Regions from separate parts of the Sus scrofa genome. Here region 2 is linked to region 1. A link is a contact called in public Hi-C data. All regions are on one chromosome and are shown on one strand. Each heading gives the region's core, a stretch centred on a gene start, on an enhancer-like site or on the middle of the called end of the contact. The rest is flanking DNA. Distances are from core to core; before and after follow the strand shown. Region 1 holds the start of TNS1 (tensin-1). Region 2 holds the start of RUFY4 (RUN and FYVE domain-containing protein 4).

Region 1 (3,170 bases), core at 339-2,838:
AATACACACCCACACACTCACACACTTCCATCCACCCATTCCAACCTCCAATACCAGCTGAAACTCCCCATCTAAGAAGCCCTCCCTCCCCCAGAGAACACGCATTGGAAACCCCACCCCCCACCCAGCCGGCTGTGTGCCTTGGCAAGAGACTTAACTAGTCTGAGCCTCAGTTTCCTCATCCGTAAAACAAGGATGACATCAGCGCCCCCCAGATGCTGAGAGCACTGCATGAGAGTGAGTGTGAGGGCTTTAATACGAAGTGCTTTAATCATCGATCCCTGGGCTCTGATGCCCATTTTCCCTGCCCCGCCAGGACCTGTGCTCAGAGGGAAGGAAGAGAAGAGAATCCAGGTGGGAGAAGCACGTGAGCAAAGCTCCAGGCAAGAGTGGGCCCTTTGGCATGTTTGGTATACTTGGCATATTGGGAAGTACGAAAGGTTTCACCATGGGCTTGGGGCCAGGGGGATGGGTCCAAGAGGCGGCAAGAGGTGGATCCACGCGCCTGTGCAGCCACAGGAAGGAGTCTGTGCTTTGTCTTGAGTGTGTGTTGGGAGGGATCCAAGGCTCTACCCAGGGAACTGACACCAAGGCCCCCCAGAAGCTGATATGGAGATAGACCGAGAGGGCGGGTCAGGATGCGAGAGGCAGTACAGGTGAGAGATGTACAGGTAAGACAGGTACAGGTGAGGCATGTACAGGTGAGAGATGCATTGGCTGCAGAGAAGCTGTAGGGGTGGGGAGGGAGCTGGCAATAACAGGAGGAGGGGTGAGAGAGAGGGGGAGGCATCTGGCTGGTGGGGCAACTGATTGGGTGGTGGGGTCGGTCCCTGAGACTGGGCACAGAGGCCTCCTGCTGATTTCACTGTATGACCTGGGCCAAGATACCAACTCCTCCGGCCACAGGGACAGCCAAGCCCAGGCCATTCCAGGAGCACATGAGAAGCGTGATTGCAAAAGCCTGGCAGCCAGCAGGCCCTCCCCTGGGGCTGAATGGGGGCCCCTTAAACACCCCCTAAGCTGCCACAAGGGGAGGACTGTGGCTTGGCATCTTTGAAGTACTCCCAGTGCCAGGCACATGCCACCCACACACCTCCCACATGCCCTCCACGTACCAACCACACACCATCCACAGGCCAACCACAGCCCCTCACACACAAGCCACACTAACCACACACCTTCCACCTGCTGCCACATACCATCCACACGCCTGCCCCATGCCATTCACATGCCATCTGTGTACTATCTCCGTGCTCTCTTCATGTCATCTACACATAAGCTACAAGCCATTTCCAAGCCACCCATCACCTGCCACGTGCTATCCATTCATACCCACACGCTCAGCATCCCCTCCCAGATGAGCACCAGGCACCAAGTAGGACCCCGGGGACAGTCCAACCTGGGGCCCAGACCATCTCAAGACCGTGAAGACGCACCCCCTCCCCCATCCCCCGGGGCCCAAGCACCTACTCACCTTTGCAGGTGCAGCCCTCCCGGGTGATGACCTGTCGACAGATCCCACAGGGTTTCACCTTCTTGAAGGTCTTCACTTTGAAGTGGTGAGTCTTGGGGGCCTCCAGATCCTCTGGCTGTGGGAGGAGAGCACAGTAGTCAGGCCAGGGCAGAGGGCCGGGCTCCCGGGGAAAGGACCAGGGGGCCAAGGGAGATACGGGCAAGCACTGCGGGAAAGGAGAAGCCAGAGCCCCTTCCGCTGTGAAAGGCCCTGAGCCCACTTCTGGGAGAGGTGACCAGGGAAATGACCACGGCGGGTCAGACAACAACGGGAACCCAACATCTCGGACCGCAGGCCCTTCTGGGGTGTCTTTTTTATATTTATTTATTTTCTTTTTAGGGCTGCACCCTTGGCACATGGAAGTTCCCAGGCTAGGGCTCCAATCAGAGCTACAGCTGCCAGCCTACACTGCAGCCACAGCATCATTAGATCTGAGCCACAGCTCATGGCAACACCAGATCCTTAACCCACTGAGTGAGGCCAGGGATTGAACCTGCATCCTCACATATACTAGTTAGGTTCTTAACCACTGAGCCACAATGGGAACTCCCTAGATATGCTTTTTAAAACCGCCCCCACACACATGGGATGAGAGGCCAGCTGCAGTGCAGGCCTTCCCTGCATCTGGCTTGCCTCAAGTTCTCCATCAGCTGCCACCCACTGCTACCACAGGCTTCAGCTTCGCCCCCACAGACAGTGCAAGGTTGGGCCCCACATCCGTTGCAACCACACTTGGGAACACACCCTAAAGCCACAAAGTCCTGCAGCCATGCTGCTTAGGATCACTCTCCTCCCCCCCCCCCGACAGCCCCCAGCCCAGGCGCAAAAGCTCTTCCTGTTGCCTCTCCAGGAAGTCACTTATGTGGTGGGGGGCAGGGGGACGCACAGGTACCATTTCTCCCCAAGGCACCAACCTCCCCCTGGAGTCTAACCTGATTCAACAACAGGGGCCAGCAGAACACAGACATTGGCGCTTCCCTCCAGCCCCCCACCCCCCAAGGTACAGAGGTTTCTGATGCCCTCTGTGCATAGACGGACCTGTCCCGACACAATGCAGACCCCGCCGTTCTAGGCAGAGGGGTCTCCTGCAAGTCCTCCCACCTTGCACCCTGCTCCCAGTCTCCCAGCTCTACATGTTCAGAAGATGGGAGGCAGCGTCCCACAAACCCAGCATGTCCAGGTTTCCCAGCTAAAGACCCCATAGTGGTGAGTCCTGGGCAAGAGAGACTGAGCCAAGAGAGACACAAGGAGAAAAACAGGCAGAAGGAAAGAGACAGAAAGCCAGCAAGACAGAGAGGCAAAGAGATAGGCAGAAAGACGGTGTCAGAGACAGAGAGACAAGAGTGAGAAAGACAAAATGTAACAGAGAAAAGCAGTGGCCAGACAAAGAGGACAAAAGAAGATAAAGGCAGAGACAAAGACAGAGACGACCAAGCACAAGAGAGGATGAGAGAGATTAGATAGAAACGCACAGAGACTATAAAGGGAACCAGAAAATCAAAGGGGGACAGACAGACAAAAGGACACAGGAGCCAGCTGGAAGGGGCCCCTCAGGTCTGGGAAGATCTGAGCATCAAAATACCTAATGACAGTAATGGCTTGAATGAGCCCATACTGATGATTCGAAATAAGTGAATACATTGAAATGTGATGACGA
Region 2 (3,203 bases), core at 45-2,544, 50 kb after region 1:
CGGCCCAGGGCACCTGCGACAGTGCCCGTGTTCATGCTCCAACCAGCCAGGCCTTCCTGGTGAGTAGCAGGGAGACCCCTGGGTCTGGGGGTGGCTGGAGAAAGGGAGTGATGCCAGGAGCAAGGGCAGAGGAATCCTGGGTAAAAGTGAGGAGCGGGGAGGAGGTGCAGCTAAGGTGCCTGTGGATTTCAGAGATGGTCTGGGCTGGAGGGTCTAGGCCTTGGTCTACAGATGGGGAAACTGAGGCCCAAGAAAGCAAGGGATGTGCCCCCATTACAAAGTGAGCAAACAGCAGGACCAGGATGGAGACCCAGGTCTCCTGACCCCAGCACAGCAGTGCCACCTAAAAGCCACACACACACACACACACACACACACACACACACACCCTTCATTTCCTTCTCCCTTCCCCTCCTCTGTGTCTGAGCTCCTCCACTCCCACTCACTCCCAAACTCAGCCACCACAGCCTGGGGGGCAGCACACCTGGGGTCCCCCCTCATACCCGTCCCTACTTCAGGCTCTGAGAATAAGCCCTCGGGGGTCACAATATTCCTCTGGGAGCCCCAGGCTCCACTGTGTGGGGGAACAGGCTGCGATTCCCTGGGGAGAGAGAGGTGGGATTAACACCTGCGCTGGGACCTCGCCTCACTTCTGCCTCCTTTGCCTCAAAGAACATACATTTTCCACTCAGCTGGGGCCCAGGGAAATATGAATGTGTGTTGCGAGAATGATGAACGCTCTGGCAAGGCCCCCCGTGGGGGAAGGGGACGCCTCCCCTCAGCAGCCACATGACTTGAGCACCTGAGCGTTATTAGGGCTGCTCACATCCAGTCAGGGCTGAGAGCCCCGGTCCCGTGGGTAACCAGACCTGAGTTAAAATTCTAGCTTCACCACTTAGAGCTTTGTGATGTGGGATAAAACCCTTACCCTCTCTGAGCCCCACCCCTTCCCTTGTCTAAAATGGAGTTAATAGGAGTTCCTATTGTGGCGCAGTAGGAATGAATCCAACTAATAACCATGAGGTTGCTGGTTTGATCCCTGGCCTCGCTCATTGGGTTAGGGATCCGGCCTCGCTGTGAGCTGTGGTGGCTTGGATCTCACATTGCTGTGGCTGTGGTGTAGGCCAGCAGCTACAGCTCCAATTGGACCCCTAGCCTGGGAACTTCCATATGCTGTGGGTGGGGTGTGGCCCCCCAAATAATAATAATAAATAAATTTTTTAAAAAGCAAAATAAAAATAGAATTAAGACTCTCCTAGGGTTCCTGAATGGAAACCAGGGGGTGAGGCAGGGGCCACAGCCCCTGGCACCAGAAACTGCTCCATGGGTGGGGGCCACACCATCACCCTTCCACCCTGTCTTCCAAGAAAGAGCTGGGCTTTTCTCCAGCAGTTAGCTCGCCTAGAGATGTCACATTGTTTCCCTAGATTCCTATTCTCCCTAGATCCTTAGATTCTCCTGCCTGGAAGGAGAGAGCTGAGCAGTGGAATTCAGAAGCTCCTTCCTGGGCTGGTACTCCAGAGCCACAAGGAAGCACATCATTTTCAAATACTCATGGCAGAAGAGGTGGCTGTCATCAAGATCACCAGGGACCTGAAAGGTGAGTGTGTCCTGAGTCTCTGGGATCAAACTGGGGCCGTGGTGAGGGGTCTGAGGAGCCTCACGATCTGATGTCTGATGTCCCTACAGCTGCTGTCTCCACCATCCTCCAGGGCTATGGGGGTGGGAAGCAGCCGGTGACGGATGCCAGTGCTGAGCTGCACAGACTCTGTGGCTGCCTGGAGCTTCTGCTGCAGGTAGGGCCCTCCCCTCGGCCCTCTCTCCATCTCTCCAGGTCCTAGTAAGTGATAACCACATGGGCTTTCCAGATGCTGAGAGCCATCTTGCCCTCACTCGTGGAGGCCATCCTTGTAGCCTGGGAAGGGTCGTGGGACAAGGCTGAGGCAGAGTTGGGTGGGGCTGGGGGCAGCCCTCCTGCCCTAAAGACAACAGTTACAGGAATTCCTGTGGTAGCTCAGTGGTAATGAGCCCAACTCGTATCCATGAGGATGCAGGGTCAATCCCTGGCCTCACTGAGTGGGTTCAGGATCCGGTGTTGCCATGAGCTGTAGTGCAGGTCACAGACATGGCTCGGATCCTGGGTTGCTGTGGCTGTGGTGTGGGCTGGCAGCTAGAGCTCCAATTCAACTGCTAGCCTGGGAAATTTCATACACCGCAGGTGCAGCTCTAAAATAAATAAATAAATAGTAGACAAAATTTCAGAGGCACAGATGTCTGAGAGCTGGCCCTCCTCGCTGCTGGTTAGAGCCCTAATCATCCCCAGCTGTAACTTTTGCTGAGCATTTACTATGTGCCCCACTGAGCCCTTTACATGCCCACCTTGCTTAATTTCCCTTCTGACCTCCAAAGATGCTTGGTGATCAGCCCATCCCCCCACACACACATATCCTTCCTACTTCTCTATGTGTGTGTCCATGTGAGTATACAGGTGGGGAGGTTGTGTGTGTGTGTGTGTGTGTGTGTATGTGTGTGTGAGGTGTGTGGATGTGTGGTGTATGTTGGGTGCATGTGTGAGTCTCCTGCCAGTCTGCCCCTCTTGGGATGCCCTCCAGGCCCACTGGCCTCCTTGATCTTCCTAAAGCACAGCAAGAAGGGGCTTACCTCAGGGCCTTCGCACCTGCTATTCCCTCTGCCTGGAACGCTTGTCCCGCAGGAATCTGGATGGCACACTTTGCCATGTCCTTCAGATCTGCACTTGAAGAATACCTCTTCAGGGAGGCTTTCTTTAGCCACTCGAATCTAAGTTTTTAACACACACGCCACACGCAGAGAGCACACACTCACACACACCCCACACGTGTGCACATACAGCACACTCTCCATTCCTTTTCCCTGCTGTTTTTCTCTTTAGCAGTCAGCACACGCTAACATACTAAATGTTTTACTTATTCCGTTTGTTTATGTCTTCTCTCCTACCAAGATGTGAGCCCAGGAGGTCAGTTTGTTCATTGCTGGGTCCCTGGGGCGTAAAACAGGGCTCAGCACATAATAAGTGCTTTGTAGGTATTTCCGAAATGGTTGAATGAAAGAATGAATGAGGGAGTTCCCATTGTGCCTCAGCGGGTTAAGAACCCAACTAGTATCCAAGAAGATGTACGTTCCTTCCCTGGCTTTGCTCAGTGGGTTAAGGGTCTGGTGTTGCC

Evidence for each region. Hi-C and Micro-C count contacts between places; a contact is called where the count stands out from the background.
Region 2: a contact with region 1 is called in a Hi-C map of embryonic fibroblasts, with 2.6 times the contacts expected there. The contact joins the promoter of RUFY4 here to the promoter of TNS1 in region 1. A contact is called at or near these places in 13 of 47 Hi-C or Micro-C datasets (alveolar macrophages, brain, embryonic fibroblasts and 6 more) and 1 of 2 datasets of contacts at active chromatin or transcription factors (skeletal muscle).

Annotation. Positions count from the first base shown.
Region 1 is chr15:120,142,209-120,145,378 of Sscrofa11.1, forward strand. It overlaps TNS1 (tensin-1), which reads right to left and starts at 1,589. Exons shown (of 36, transcript XM_021075207.1): 1 at 1,475-1,589.
Region 2 is chr15:120,192,363-120,195,565 of Sscrofa11.1, forward strand. RUFY4 (RUN and FYVE domain-containing protein 4) reads left to right here and starts at 1,295. Exons shown (of 11, transcript XM_021075279.1): 1 at 1,295-1,600; 2 at 1,690-1,796. The coding sequence starts at 1,555.